Linked DNA regions of Anas platyrhynchos: region 2 is linked to region 1. The links are chromatin contacts, called in public Hi-C maps. All regions are on one chromosome and are shown on one strand. Each heading gives the region's core, a stretch centred on a gene start, on an enhancer-like site or on the middle of the called end of the contact. The rest is flanking DNA. Distances are from core to core; before and after follow the strand shown.

Region 1 (7,112 bases), core at 3,237-5,736:
GATACTTACGGGTAACAGAGGAACAGGAGGTTAAGGAAGGAGTAGGTTCTGAAGAGGTGAATTATTGATCGACACAAACTCCAGCCCGTGCCGGTGAGAACGGCGAACCGGGTGATCACCAGGAAAACCGAGCGTGGCAGGGAGACTTTGCCACTCTGCGAGGCCTGCGGGGAGAGAAGGAGCAGGGCTGAGGGGAGACCGACTCACTGCTCCTCCAGGGAGCAAGCAGCAAGCGGGCAGCGCTCAGTCTGTTAAACCAACACCCTAAGCACAAGGAAGAGCTAGTGAGAGGCATCATGTGAGTGCCACCAGAAAGGGGAGGCTGCCTTTAGGCTGGAATCCAGAGCCTCCAGAACCCAGGGCCTCACTCCTCAGGTCAGAACGAGGAGAGGTCTCGGCTTCTTGTTAAGGGCTGGTCCTTACCTAGGCCACCAGCCCACTGTCCTGGACCTGCTGACCACAAAAAGCTTCTGCAGTCAGCAGAAACCAACCTATACTGGCTCCTCCTTAGAGAGCTGGGTAAATTAAAACAGGAGAAGAGCCAAACGCTGCTCTTTGCAAGGAACAAAGCAGCATTACTACAGCCTAGTTGAGACAGCATTGCAGAACCAAGCACAGGAGGACAGTGAGAGTCACGAGCAAAGATCTGAGACGCTTGTTTCTCCCTTCTTCCAATTAGAAACCACACCTAGGTTCCTGACTGGGACATAGCCCACAGTTCATTGGAAAAGGACAGAAGAGTTTGGGACTGCAAAAGGGGCAGGGAACTTCACGTTTCACCCGAGGGAAGCACGGCGCTGAGATTCTCCCGGGGACGTTACCTCCTTCACAATAGCGACGATCAGCCGGCGTGCCAGGACGATCGTCGTCACCGTCAGCACGTTGAAGTCGATCAGATGAAAATTCTGCAGCAACGAGAACAAAACGATTCCGCTTTCCATCAGGCAGCACAGACCCACACTCAACAGAGAAGCTTCCAAGGTATTCTCTTCTCCTTGGGCTCTCTTTTTCAAAATCAGAAAGAGAACACCAAGCAGACAGCCGGTGCCCAAAATTCACCAAACGAAAGCCACACGGGCAGCCCTGCAGGGTCATGTGCAGTTTAAATAAAACAGAGATGGAAAAATTCACGTCTAACAACCCGAGAGAGCCTGTAAAGCTCACCAGGCAGCAGCCGTCCCTTGGTGCTTACCAGCGACGTGTGCGAAGGAGGGTGGGAGGGCGGGTACCACCACACGGTCTTGTAGATGTTGATGTAGTGGACGAACAGCGCAACGAGATGGCAGAAGAAGAGCTGAAGCTCAAACAGCACGCTCCTCTCCACGGGCAGCTCGGGGATCTTACAGTGCCGCAGGGGAACGACTGTCTGCGTTGCCAAGGGTGGGCTGGAAAGGCCTGTACCTGAACCGCTCCTAGCAGGGCAAAGCAGAAGCAGCAGTCACTCCGTGTCAGCACCCCCAGGACTTCCCCAACGCGTCTTCCAGGCAGATGCGAGCAGGAATTTTCCCAGTGAAAGCAATATTTGGAACCAGGCCAGCCTACAGCGCCGGGTGGTTTGGTATTAAACCCCTCGCTTTGAGGCAGGTTCAAAAAGCCGTGGCTGTGTCGGGCTGTTCAAGGGGCAACCGGTGGCCCTCTTAATTAATTGCGAGCGTTTGGGCCTGGAGTCGCTATTTACATTTCTAAGAGTGCTTGAACATGAAATACAAAGCAATTAAACACAAGCCCTTTCTCATTCTTCAGCTTCTATTCAACGATGGGGGAAAAACAAGTTTAGTCAGAGGAGCGTATTCCTGTGCGAGCACGCACACAATTCCAGACACCAACCCTTTTAATCAAAGGGAAGGGAATTAATATACAGCAGAGATATCTCTCCTGATTTGCAATCTCTAAATAACAACAGTCAGAGGAATCTGGGTGTGGGTTTCAAAGGAACCACAGAGCAGGAGGTGCCAAATTCCTACTGAAAATCCCAAAACGAAATCACAGCAGCCTCAGAGCGCGACTGCAGAAAGGCTTCTAGCTGGGGTGGACGCAGGTGGATCAACCCCTGCTTTTTCAAACCGAAGGCTGACAGCCTGAAATAAGTGTGGGGACAACTTTAGGAACCCAAGCTGTGCCTGAAATCCCCCAAGTCCCAGCTTGACAAGTTCTGGACCCCCGGCGGAGGGCTTTAAGCACAGACCCGAGGCCTTTTTAATGCACACACGCTGTCACTTGGGGCTTCCCAGCACACAGACAAATCCCCTGGAGCCCTGTGCTGCATTCCCTACTCCGTGATAAGGATTTCTGTGCACGCTATCACAGCAAAGCGTGTACAAGGTGGATTGCTCCCCTCTCGGCAGCCTTGCAATAACTTGTCTGAATAACTGTCTCCGCACATTTCTTGGCCCAGGGCCACGAGCGGGGAGAGGCTGCGATGGAGCTACCATTGGCTCCGCAGGCAGTTCACAAGGTGCCGCCTGCTTTCGTATTCCTGCTGGTGCACGGCTTCTCGTTTCACCTCTCTCACCTCCGAACCAGAAATGCAAACAACCAGTTGGGCCAGAATCTGCAGAAGAACCAAAGGCAGCCTGCACATCACCTGACCGAGCTGAACTCTACCCTAGAAACACCTCCCGTGACAAACCCGGGGGCACGGAGACCCAATAACCAGAACTCCACCTTTTTGGGTAAAAAAAAACACAAAAACGTGTTTCTGCTTTCCACTGAATGACCCGGCCACCCGCTGTACCTGGTGCGTGAGCGCACGCCCGTGACGGAGGAACTGGTGGAGTGTCCGGAGCCGCCAGCGGCGCCGGGCTCGCAGAGGGGGTTTCGGCAGTAGGACGTGCGGTTGGGACCCCGCCTTCCCCCTGCCATAACAGCAGAGGGTGCGGAGGGTTTGCTCTGCGGGGCAGCTGCCGGCCTCCTCACTGCGCGGCGACGGCTTCGGTCCTTAAAACTGGAAGAGAGAAGGTTTGGGAGTAAGGCTCGGCTGCTCGCCCAGCACCTGCAGTGCAAGGTGACCGCGCTCGGCCCTTTTTTCACCGGGGGCTAAGCCCGGCTCCGGCTCCTCCTGCATTGCCAGGGACACGGCCCAGAGAGCTCCCGACGCTCTCGGGCGTGCAGCAGCTTGCAGGCTGCAAGGGGGCAGGAGGAAGCTTTTCGTGCCTCCCCCCCAACCCAAGGCAGCTCGCAAGGAATTGAATCTGATCCCTGCTCCCCCGGCAGAGCAAGGCGCTCACAGAGACGTTACACAATTTGCCCAAAGGGCTCAATAAGTCAGGGGTATTACCTCGGCCCCCTTTTGCCCCAAATGCTCGCAGCTGTTTTAAAGGCACACCATTGGCTTTTTCCTTTTTGAGCCCTTTTGGGATGGGGAAAAGGCACCTGGAGAGTTTTTAGGGGATGTCTGCATGGTGCAGGGCCCAGCGGGACGCTAGCCTGAAGTCAGCTTTCCTAGGGCTTCCTTGCCACGGAGCAAACAACATCAATAATCCCAGGGCTTAAAAACCTCCTCTGCGTCCTGTTTAAACCATGAAACTTAAACCTATACAATTAAGATACACAACTTAAGGAGAGAATGGGGTGAGAACACAGCATTCCGCCAGAAGCGGGCTCTGAGCCGTGACAAAACTCAGATCAGGTCACACCAAATGTTTGTAATTTATTTTTCTGCCTATTTTTCTCCAGTCTGCAATTAACTGGAAGCAAGAAAACTCACTGCAGGCTCAGGCACCGCTCTCAAACCAATTGCAAGGCTCACACCGGGCTCAGACACCCCCAGCAAACTGCCCTGGTCCTGGACGAGGAGGGGCGGCGAGGAAAGACCCGGGGAAATCAGAGACACCCTGAGGCGGGCACCCCCCGGCGGGGGAGCACCGAGGGGGAGAAGCCCCGGGACGTGGCAGGGAGCTGGGGGGGGGCTCAGGGAGCTGGGGGGGGGCTGCACTGAGGGGCCCCAGGGCACAAGGAGGGGCCTGGGGGGGTCTCGGGGCACCACAGGAGCGGGGCCGGGGGGGGCTCAGGGGAAAGGGGGGGTCGGGGGGCCCGGGAGGGTCCCGGGGGGCCCCTCGGGAGCTGGGGGACGCGGCCTGGGGCTGGGGGCGGCCCGGGGGGGGCTCCTGAGGGGACACCGGGGGGGCTCGGGGGGGGTCCCGGGGCCCTGTGGAGCCGGGGGGCGGCCCCGGGGCCCGCTGCAGGCCTCGGCCGGGAGCCGCCCCCTCAGCGCGGCGGGGCGGGGCGGGGCCGCCTGCGCCTCACGGAGGGCCCCGCCCCGGCTCAGCCGCTCCCGTCCCGGCCCCTCCGGCTCCCCCCCCCCCGGTCCCCTCCGTCCCTCCCGGTGCCGGTGCCGCCCCCGCCCCCTCCCCGCCGCCCTCACCCATCTCCGGCCGCCGCTCCGCCAGCGCCGGGCGCAATATGGCGGGGGGCGACGGCGGCCGGCAGCGGACAAACCTCCGGCACCGCGATAACCACGCCCCCTCGGCACGTAGCCACGCCCCCTCTGTATACAACACAGCACCATCCACACGCAGCCCCGCCCCCTCATTTACATAACCACGCCCCTCGCGGTCCCAGCCCCGCCCCCTCGCTCCCGACCGCGGGTTCGAGTCCCGCCGCCGCCGCTTCGAGCCCCCCCCATCCCCCCGTCCCCCCATCGGGGTCCCCCCCGCAGCTGCCGCTGCCCCCAGCCCCGGTTGCTCGTATAGGGGGGCTGGTGACTGCCTGCTCCTTTTTTCCTCCCAGTTCTCAGAGTGCACAGCCCAGCAAGGCTCTGCTGGGGGGATGCGAGCACCCCGTGCCCCCCCCCCCCCCCCCATAGCATCACCCCGGGGGCTGAGCCCCACTCCGCACCTCCAGCCCGACACCAAAAAAAAAAAAAAAAAAAGGCAAAAAAGCCAGCGTTAGGCCTTTATTGTAAGGGATGAGTAATCGTTTCCAACACCTGCTCAAGGCTTCTTGCTAAATGGCAGCCCTGAGCGCGCCGCTTTCCCCTGCGAGTTATTTTAACGCCGTGATTCACCTTGATCAGTCTTCACCATCTCCACCCGCCGCTCGCTGTGTTGTTCATCGAATTCCTCCGCTCGTGGGCGTTCGGTGCCTCAGTGCAGATGGAGCGTTACACAATGGGGACAGCCACCCCTGCCTAGGCTGGAGGCAGAGCCGCTGCTGAAGGCAGTGAACTTTCAGGACTCGTCTTCTGTTCCTTACTGGGTTTGGGACCTGTGCTGTGCAGAGCCATCAAACCCCACGGCATGCGGATCCTGGGTGCAGCCTCGTGTTCGGAGCCACAATGCCATCAGGCAGGATGCATCAGTGCCACCGCTCTGTTGGAAACCAGCATCGCAGCCCCCACGCTGCTTTTGGGGCAGCTGAAGGAGGTCCTGGTGCTCGCCAGTGCTCCCAGTGAATTCTGGCCCTTCCCTGCTTCCCAGCCACAGGAAAGGCAACGGCATCTTAACCGTGCTCCTTTATTGTCTCTGACACCAGCTCCTCCGAGCTCCATCCCGCTTTGCAAAAGGAGCAGAGTGGAGGCAAACATCTCGATTGAAACACGTGGCAGCAGTGGAAGGCTCAACTGAGCAGCAGCAGCAAAGGTTTCAGCACTGCGCTCACAGAACCGAGCTTCCCGAGCAGCAAAGAGGAATAATATCTACATTTGAGATGGCAGCTCCCCACGGGCCCCAGCTAGCCTGCAGAAATTCCTCCCCCTCAAAGCTTACAAGTGGGGCTCGTATCCAACATCTCCTTCGGGATGTTCCGGCTTTATCAATTAAAGCGGGATTTCCCTCAGCCTCGCCTTGCTCCCCAGAAGCACCATATGTACTCGGCTCCTCGCAGCCCAGAGAGGAGCCGTGTGAGCAGCGCCTCCTGTTCTCCCAGCAGCCAGGGCACAGCTGGTCCCGTTTCCTTTAGGGCTGCTCAGAAGGTTTGGCACAGGCTGCAGGGATCGCCCTCTGCCCACGTGCTCCTTAGGAGAGCAGCGGTGTGGGGTGAGGAAGGGAAGATGTGCACGTCTAAATTGTTTTTCTTGGCTCTGTCCGCGGCAGATGCTCTCGTTCAGAATTAAAAACTCATTCCGTACAAAAAGAATCAGCTGCTCTAACAGCCAAACAGGGAATCCAGCTGGGCTCCGACATCCAAGCTGGACCCAACTTGCCAAATTTGGATGTTCGCAGAGGGCCACATCAAGGCAGGTTTTCAGCCTTACTGAAAACACGGTGCTTTACGTTAAAAAATAGAAAGTTATAAAATAAAGCTCGTCGTCATTTGCTTTATTTAAGAATTTAAATATCAACTTGAAACTAGGGGTAAGGAACGGGCATAGTATGAAGCAGGGAGTGCTCTGCAGCACTGCTGGGAAATACTTCCATGGAGGAGGAGACGTGCCTGCATCGTACATCTCACTGTACTGTATTTTTATTGTTTATGGCCTTTACCACCATCCTACAAATAACGAGAGGTGGATTAGATCTTTGGGCAAAGCAGGAGACTAAAGCTCACCTGCACTTGTCTGCCCGCAGCCAGCTGAATGCCCCCTCCAGTGGCGGTGTCAGCGTACAGGGAGGTTGTGTGGGCGACTCAGACTTCAGCTCTCGGAGGAATCTCTTACCCCTCACGTATTGCAGTGAGTCCTGCAGCACCCCCGGAATGTCTGGCTAATTAGAGCATCTCTGAGAGACACATCCGATGCTGATGGCTATTTTGGGATCTCAAATTAGCTTTTGCAGACTCTAGGCTAAAATCTGGATGTAGAAATGCTTTGAGAGGGAGGAAGATATCTGATGCAGGGCATGTTTTTGAAATATTTTTAGCACATACAGTTATTTTCAATATATTATGATTTACATTCCTCCATAACATTCAATTTTTCACATAAACATGCAACGAATGCAACACAAACTGTATTACTCCAAAGGCAGTGTCACAAGATCCACGTCTACTGGTAAAAAACTGCATCATAACAGATGATCTCTATCAAATCTTTTCCACTTGATATAAAAGCTGTGCCTATTAAGAAAGAAATGGGAGAGATTGGTACAACACTATATAAATCGATGCTGGAGTTACATTGTGAGTGAAGACGCATTGCACAAACAGGTCATAGAAATTCAGACACGTTATGATTT
Region 2 (6,931 bases), core at 3,036-5,535, 61 kb after region 1:
GGATTTGGAGGGCTGATAAAAGAACCCTGTGCCTCGTGATGGTTCATCCGAGTCTGCCCGAGGCCCCAGGTAGATCAGAAGGTTTCCAGGTGCTGGTTCCTGCGTGAGAAGGGCGATCCCGATGCCACCAGAGGCAAAATAAAGCAGCAGAGGGGCAGCTTCCCCACGCCGCTGCGGTCCAGCAGCCAGGGAGCCCCGTGGAGAGCCCAGCTCTGCAGGAACCAGCCCGGCGAGAGGATGCGGTGTGCCTGTTGGGTTTTTGGGAGGTATGAGGAGGATGGAGAGATCATTTCCAGGCCTGGAGAAGCAGCAAAAGAGGCTGCAATGGTCCGACGTGAAGTGTGGCTGTGATGAGCAAGAGGCTGAGGAGCGGTGCCGTAATTAGGGCAGGGGATCCGGGCCGGTGAGTGAGTCACTGGGAGATTAGGCAAATCTCCGCAGGATTATTGTTATTACAAGGGAAAATCCTGCAGATGTTTGCTCGCAACAGCTTGAGAAGTCACCTTGAAAGGGGAACTTTTCCAGGGCGCTGACCTTAGGAGGATGCCTCTCAGTGCAGGGGGGGTTTGGGTGCCGGACTGTGGCAGGTTGAGGCTGTCTGGAGGTGGGAAGCAGCGACCAAAAGCCCCAGAAGCTTGCATGGGGCTGGGCTTTGGTGCTGCTGGATGCAGGCGGAGGCATCCTGTAGATTTCCCTGTGTCCCTTTAGGTTTCCATCCCGTATTTTTCTCTCTCATTAACATCTGCTGCGACGCGGGGCCGGGCTGGCAGCGATGTTTTTGGAGTCCTTCCCCCTGTAAAAGGCTCGAAGCCCTGGGAGCTGGCCCAGCACAGCACCCAGCTGGGCGACCTCCTCCAGATGCGGGGTGGATCCGGGCAGCCCTGGCCATCCTGTGCCAGCTGCCTCGGCTCCTGCTGCTCCCTGCAATCTGCTGCAGCCGCCTGCTCCGAGCCTCCCCAGGAGGAAATTCCCCCCGGGGCTCCCCTTTAACCGTGCAGGATGGCACCAGCAGCAGCAGCAGCAGCGAGGGAGGAGGCGATGCTGCCCCAGGGACCCAAAACACTGCTCTGGGGCTCTCGGGGGCACCTCGTACGTCCCTGGGGTGGCTGCAGTAACCCCGGGCAGGGTGATTCCTCCTCCTTGGGTCCCTGGCTGCCCGTGGAGCTGTGTCTGTAGGGCTGGGGTGAGCCGGGGTTTGTTGCCTCGGGCAGGCTCCCCAGCAGCCAGGGAAGCTGGCCGCCAGTGCGAGGCAGCCTCTGGTCCTTCTGGTTGAAATATTAACTTTCGGAGCATGAAATGGTTGGTAATTAGGCAGCAGAGCTTGGGCACGCAGCTGCGCGAGGCCGTAGCTCCAGGACGTGAGAAGTGCCCTTCCTGGTGGGTTTTTCTTTTTGGCAAACCGTCGGCCTCGTCGGTTGCTTTTGATGCACGGGCGCAGGGAAGAGGGGGGTAATTGGATTATGACAATCCGTGTGGTCTGCGCAGGAGGGTTGTGCTGTGATGGATTGCTTGGATCTACCTTGGAAGAGTGCCGCAGCTCGGGCCACTGCTGTTTAACCCCTCTCTTTTTCCACGCTGTGGATTAACCTGGCTTAGCCCGCTGCAGGCAGGGGAACGAGGACATGGCAGCCCCATAACAGCCTCCTGCTCACTCCCAGCCCTCTGCCGTTTGGGCTGATGGGGTTTTGCTGGACAAATCCCTCACCAGCAGCCATCGTTTGGGGTCACGGCTGCGGTTTGTGAACCCAGACACGCAGCAAAGCTGCGGTCCCCCCGCCGGTGGCTTCCCGACAGCGACCTGCAGCAAATGAGCGGGGCAGTCTGCAGGCAGCCGCTGACCTCTGCTCGCTCTTCCCATCCCTCTGAATTAGCAGGGCCTCGTTAAAGCTGCCACAGCTCTGCTGGCTCACCCTGAGCCGTGCTGGCTCTGCTCCGTGCTGCTGCGGGGCTGCCGAGCTCCTCGGGTGCTGGTAGGCGCAGGAGGGGCTGGCACGCGGAGCCCGAGGGCTTTGCTGCTGCTGCTTGGGAGGTGGAGGGGGGATTTTTCTGCTGGCTGGTGCCTCAGCCAGGCTCTGAGACGAAGCCGCAGCCTCTCTGTTCATTGCCAGTGATAAAGATCCAGCGAGCTGAGTGGTTTCAGCGCCGCTGCCCTGCCCTTGTCCTCTGCCTTCTGCTAGGGAAATGCACAGAAAGCGCAAAAATCCAGCTCCAAGGAGCCCAGGATTCCACCAGCCAGAACATCTGCATCAGCTCAGACGCTTTCTGGTGCAGCAGGCAGGGCAGAACGGGGTGGCTGCATTTATTCGGGACCCCCACAGGGGGTCCCTTTGCAGTGTAATTAGGGCACCCCGAGGTGCTGGGGGAACCCCTCCATGGGGCCGTGCAGCCCCAGCAGCTCAACCTGCCTCGTGCCTCTGGCCGCTCTTACGCAACGCGAGGTTTCCCTGCGCCTGGAATTCTCCTCCGACAGCCTCATAATTTAGCAGAGTGATGTTTTGTTTTTTTTTTTTTTTTTTCCTATGCCTTTCCCCAAGCTGTCATCATCCCGGGAGAGCCAGCTTTGAAGGCAGCGTCGAGGTAACCGCGGGTCGGCCGCTCGTTAGGTGCAGCGCTCCGCTGGGGCCGAGAGCGTGAGCCAGGATGAGGCACGAAGCGTTAATTCCTGACCCTGCCAGCTCACTAAAAACAACAAGCACGGCCTGGGTAGCCAGGTGAGGCTCTCGTTCCTCCTGTTTACAGCGAGTGCCTTCATTAAACAGCCCCCTCGTGCGCCACGGGGCCGTTTGTGCCGCTAATGAGAGGGCGGCGTGGTTTGCGTGGGAGCTGCCCGGCTGCTCCCCCTGTGCTGGGAAGGATTTCAGGCCAAAAATGATTTTCTGCTGCCGGCCACATCGATGTGGGGGGATAAAAAAGGTTTGGGGAAGGTGGAGAGAGATTTTTAATTGGATGCTCACGCTCAGAAATGTCTCTGGTAACAGATCTGAAGAGCGCTCTGGCCTCGTGCTCCCGCTCAGAGGATGTTTGGTGCTCAGAGGATGTTTGGAGCTCAGAGGATGTTCGTTTTCCTCTCGTTACTGGGAAGAGGAGCTGAGGTCGTGGGGTTTACCTTTTGTCGGAGCACGGTGAGGGCGTGCAGAGGAGGTGTCCTCAAAGGCAGCAGCAGTGCCCGGCCGTAGCTGCGGCTCTCTGCAGAACAAAGTCGTGTCGAGTCGCGTGCTCGGCGAGGGAAGGTGCAGGGAGGCAGAGCAGCTCGCGGGCGATAATCATGGGGACCGTGCTGGTGGCTGGCATGAAAGCTGTGTGATTGCTGAGCACAGCCTCGCAGGCAGCCAGCAGCCTGGTGGGTGATGGCTGTGCTGCAGGAGAGCTGCTCCGAGCGAGCTCCTAGGCATCGGCCGGCTCCAGGAGGGCGTTGCTGTACCTGGAGCTCCTTCAGATCCTCTGCTCGCCTCTCCCCAGGGGCTCAAAAACCTGTGGGCTCCGTCTGTGCCACCCCAGTGGGGGCCCTGGTGGGACCTCGTGGGCTGGGCACCTCCTCCCTCGCCCCTCCTGCTCGGAGGGGCTGTAAAAAGGCTCCCGGCAGCCAGGTTGTGAACGTTTCACATCCAAGCGTTGGTTTCTGCTCCGAGAAATGCGAAGCATGTGCCCCAGCCCGCAGGAAGGCCACTTAATAAATGTTAGAAGTAAATAATAGAGATTAATAGCAATAACACGTCGCAAACATAGGCCTTGAGTAAATCCGAAGGTTAACAAACAAATAATAGTGATAATCTTGTGTGGTTTTTACTCCCTTGGCTTTAAAGGCGGACTTTGAAGAGGTTTCTCTGGAGCTGGCTTTGCCGTGTGGGCGCAGCCAGGAGGCTCGTGCTCGTGTGCTGGAGGCTCCCATCGGAGGGAGCTGTGATGGAGCAGGAGGTGACAAGAGCACAGGAGGTGACCGGAGCGCAGGAGGTGACCAGAGCTCACATACCACCTGGGGACATGACCGGTGGCCAACCCACGCTGGGACTTTCGGAGCCTGCAGCTGCAGATCCTGGAGAGGGGCTGGCGCTGAGTTTGCAGCATCTGTCGGTAAAACCCACCGTGCACATCAGGGGCTGAGCCTGCCCCTGCTTCCGAGCTCCGGCAGTAAAATCCCTCTGGTGCTCTTGGAGCAGCGAAGGGCGTTTGGCATCGGCCGGGGGAAGGCAGGGTGAGGCCGCCTGAGTGCTCGGGAAGGGGCTGTGCTTCGTTCCCGGCCTTCCCAAGCAGCAGCTCTTGCCACCGACCACAAGGGCTGCAAATTGCTGCTCAGCCCCAGCAGCGGCGCCTTATTTTTAGCTGTGGTCAGCCTCGAGTCGCAGCCGAGCCGGGGCGATGTGTGCGCTCAGAATTGGCTCCATCTGCTCATTTAGAGCCAGTTCCACAATGAGCGATCACTTGGGGAGGGAAAAAACGATCTCTGACCAGAGCGATGGGCTCGTAACTCCCCTGGATTTGGTGATACAGGAGGAGAAACCCTAAGAACAGGAGCTGCTCTCCAAGCAGAGGCTGCAGCATCGGGCACAGGATGGCCCCTGCCTGGCACAGCCCCCGTGCCGTGCCGTGGGGAGCTCCTGGTGACCCGGGCTGGCTCCTTGTGTTGCTGAACCCCTGCCTCTGCCAGCTCGGGATGGATAAAAGCTCAGCCCTGGCATTGTCCTAGCACCAGGCAGGGCTTGGAGCACGCCAGGGGTGGCCAAAACAGGGAATCGATGGCGAGCTGGGATGGGGAGCGGCGCCGTGGCCGCCTGGTGCAGGATGTGCTCGGGTCACTCTGCTTTTGGCAGCGAAGCTCTGAGCGGTCCCCCAGGAGGCCAGGAAAATCCGGTGCACTTAACGAGGTGCAGCCTGCAGCTTTCCTGCAAAGGCACCTCCTGTACCCATTTGGCCACGAGAGGAAGGGGTTGCAGTCCTAATTGCAGCTGGCACGGGCACAGGGTGAAGGCTCGGGCTTTTAGCAGGGTTTTTTTGCTGATGGTTTTAGCGCAGAGGCAGCAGAGCAGGGTTTTTTGGGTTTTGCTGAGCTCGGTGGTACCACGCAGCCCCGCAGGGCTGAGCTCTGCCACCGGGCACACTCTGCTGCCCTTCGTCGCGCTCAGGGTTGCATTTTGGTGAAAGGTTTGGGGGGGTGGAAAAAAAGGCAGGGCTCCCCGGGTGCTCCTGGGCACCCCAAAACCACTCCGGTGCTGGGGGGGCCGTGGCGCAGGGTGCTGGGGGTGCCCAGGGCTGCAGCAACCCCGTGTTTGAGCCCCCAAAAAAGTGCTGCTGGCGCCCAGCTGGCCTCTACCTGTCCCTCCTCGGCCACCTTCAGCACCAGCACCCCCCAACCAAGAAAATGCTCCCATTGCAGGCAGGGTGCCCCCATCCCAGCCTCTCCTGAGCACCCCAAAAGGTTGCCAGGGACCCCAAGTGGGGGGTGGCAGCTCCTGGGCACTGGAGGCTGTGGTGATGGGGAGATCCGTGCCCGAGTGGTGGGGGACAAGGGTGGGGGGACCCCAAGGAGTCTGTGGCTGGTCACAGCGGTGGCCCCGTGCCACCAGCCCTGGGAACGGCAGCATTTTGCTGCCCTCTAGTGAGGCCCGGCCACCGGGCTCCCTCTGGGGTCCCCATGGCACCACCACGTCCCCTTGGGGACCCTTGGGGCAGGGGCACGGCCTTTGGGGTCTCCAGGCACGACCCCGTGGGGTGGTGACCCTTGTGGTTTGGTGGTGGGCTTGCTGCCCGTGTCCTCTGCAGGGCAAAAAGCCCCCAAAGCAGGTTTTTTTTCCCCATTTCCTACAACCCCATGGGATCCATCCTGCCCCTGGGGCTGTGGGGTTTGTCCCCAGGTTTCCATCCCCTTCCCCCGGTACCAGCCCTTAACGCCCAGGAGCCGTTTGCTCTGAGTCCTGCCCGGCCAGCTGGTGCTGTGTGTAAATAATACAAATTAATTAGAAGGGAAATCAAAACGAAGCACATTCATAATGAGGCAATCCGCAGGCCCCTGTTGTAATTAATTAGGTTAATAGGGGTGCCTGCACCGTGCAAGCGCTGCGCTGCCCTGCAGAAGGCTCTCGGGGGGGCTCGGGGGAGCGTGGCTGAGCACCGCTGCCCTGTGCCGTGCTCCCCCTGAGCTGTGCTGGGCTTCACGTCGCCAAATCTGGTGCACTTCAGCTCGGGCTGCGTGCGTTTTTTCCTCCTTTTTCCCCTTTTTCCACCCGTGCAGGTGGCAGGGAGCTCAGGCTGGGGTTTGGGGTTTCTCCTGGTGCTCCGCAGCAGCCTGCGGGGTGGGAGAGGAGCGGGCACGGCTCCTGCCTGGTGGGGAGAGCCTGGGCAGCTCCCGTTCTGCTAGGGGAGAAATTCGCCTGTCCTCCACGGGCTGCAGGAGGCTGTCACTGTCCCTGTCACCTGCAGGGCTCCCGGATTTTTTGGGTTTTGGGGGAGCACAGCGGGGGCTGCGGCACGGCCTGGTGGCGCTGGGCACCTGCTCCTCCCTCTCTTCGGCTTCCTCTGCCTTCCAAGTGATCATCAGGTATTCAGAGAGCTGGGAGCGGAGTAAGCCCTGGGGACACCTTGAATTAAAGGGTAATTGTTCCATATTTCTCGGCTAACTCTAAGTAAAATAATAAAAATAACCCCCAGCAAACCCAGCCTTCTGCACCTGCCTGCCAGGAGATTTCAGCACGGGGACTTTATAGTCCAAAACACCATAAAACGGAGCCTAAATTACCTAGCTCTCATTTGAAACAATTACAGGTTTTATCTATGGATATTAAAGGAGATGATTGTTCAGCGTAGTTAAAAAAAAAAAAAAAATCTCCTTTTTCCTTCTTTTGTAATTTAATCTTTATGGACCTGGGGGGAGCGGCGTGCCGCTGCCCTGCCGGCCACGCAGCGACGAGGAGGATTTGGGGAGGGGAAGGGGGGGCTC

Evidence for each region. Hi-C and Micro-C count contacts between places; a contact is called where the count stands out from the background.
Region 2: a contact with region 1 is called in a Hi-C map of liver, with 4 times the contacts expected there. The contact joins the enhancer-like site here to the promoter of TMEM39B in region 1. A contact is called at or near these places in 4 of 8 Hi-C or Micro-C datasets (F1 follicle, liver, skeletal muscle and 1 more).

Annotation. Positions count from the first base shown.
Region 1 is chr24:1,209,087-1,216,198 of IASCAAS_PekinDuck_T2T, forward strand. TMEM39B (transmembrane protein 39B) reads right to left here and starts at 4,487. Exons shown (of 9, transcript XM_038167396.2): 1 at 4,364-4,487; 2 at 2,735-2,944; 3 at 1,193-1,412; 4 at 822-905; 5 at 10-164. The coding sequence starts at 2,862. It overlaps KHDRBS1 (KH RNA binding domain containing, signal transduction associated 1), which reads right to left. Exons shown (of 11, transcript XM_072027499.1): 11 at 4,880-6,993.
Region 2 is chr24:1,270,031-1,276,961 of IASCAAS_PekinDuck_T2T, forward strand. All of the region lies in intron 1 of ADGRB2 (adhesion G protein-coupled receptor B2), which reads left to right. Among named protein-coding and RNA genes, the nearest start is that of ADGRB2, 13 kb to the left of the region's middle. Within about 2 kb of position 4,286, at least 2 of the 8 cell types and tissues checked have an H3K27ac peak or open chromatin away from gene starts, as enhancers often do. A contact at or near this core is called in F1 follicle, where this site is marked.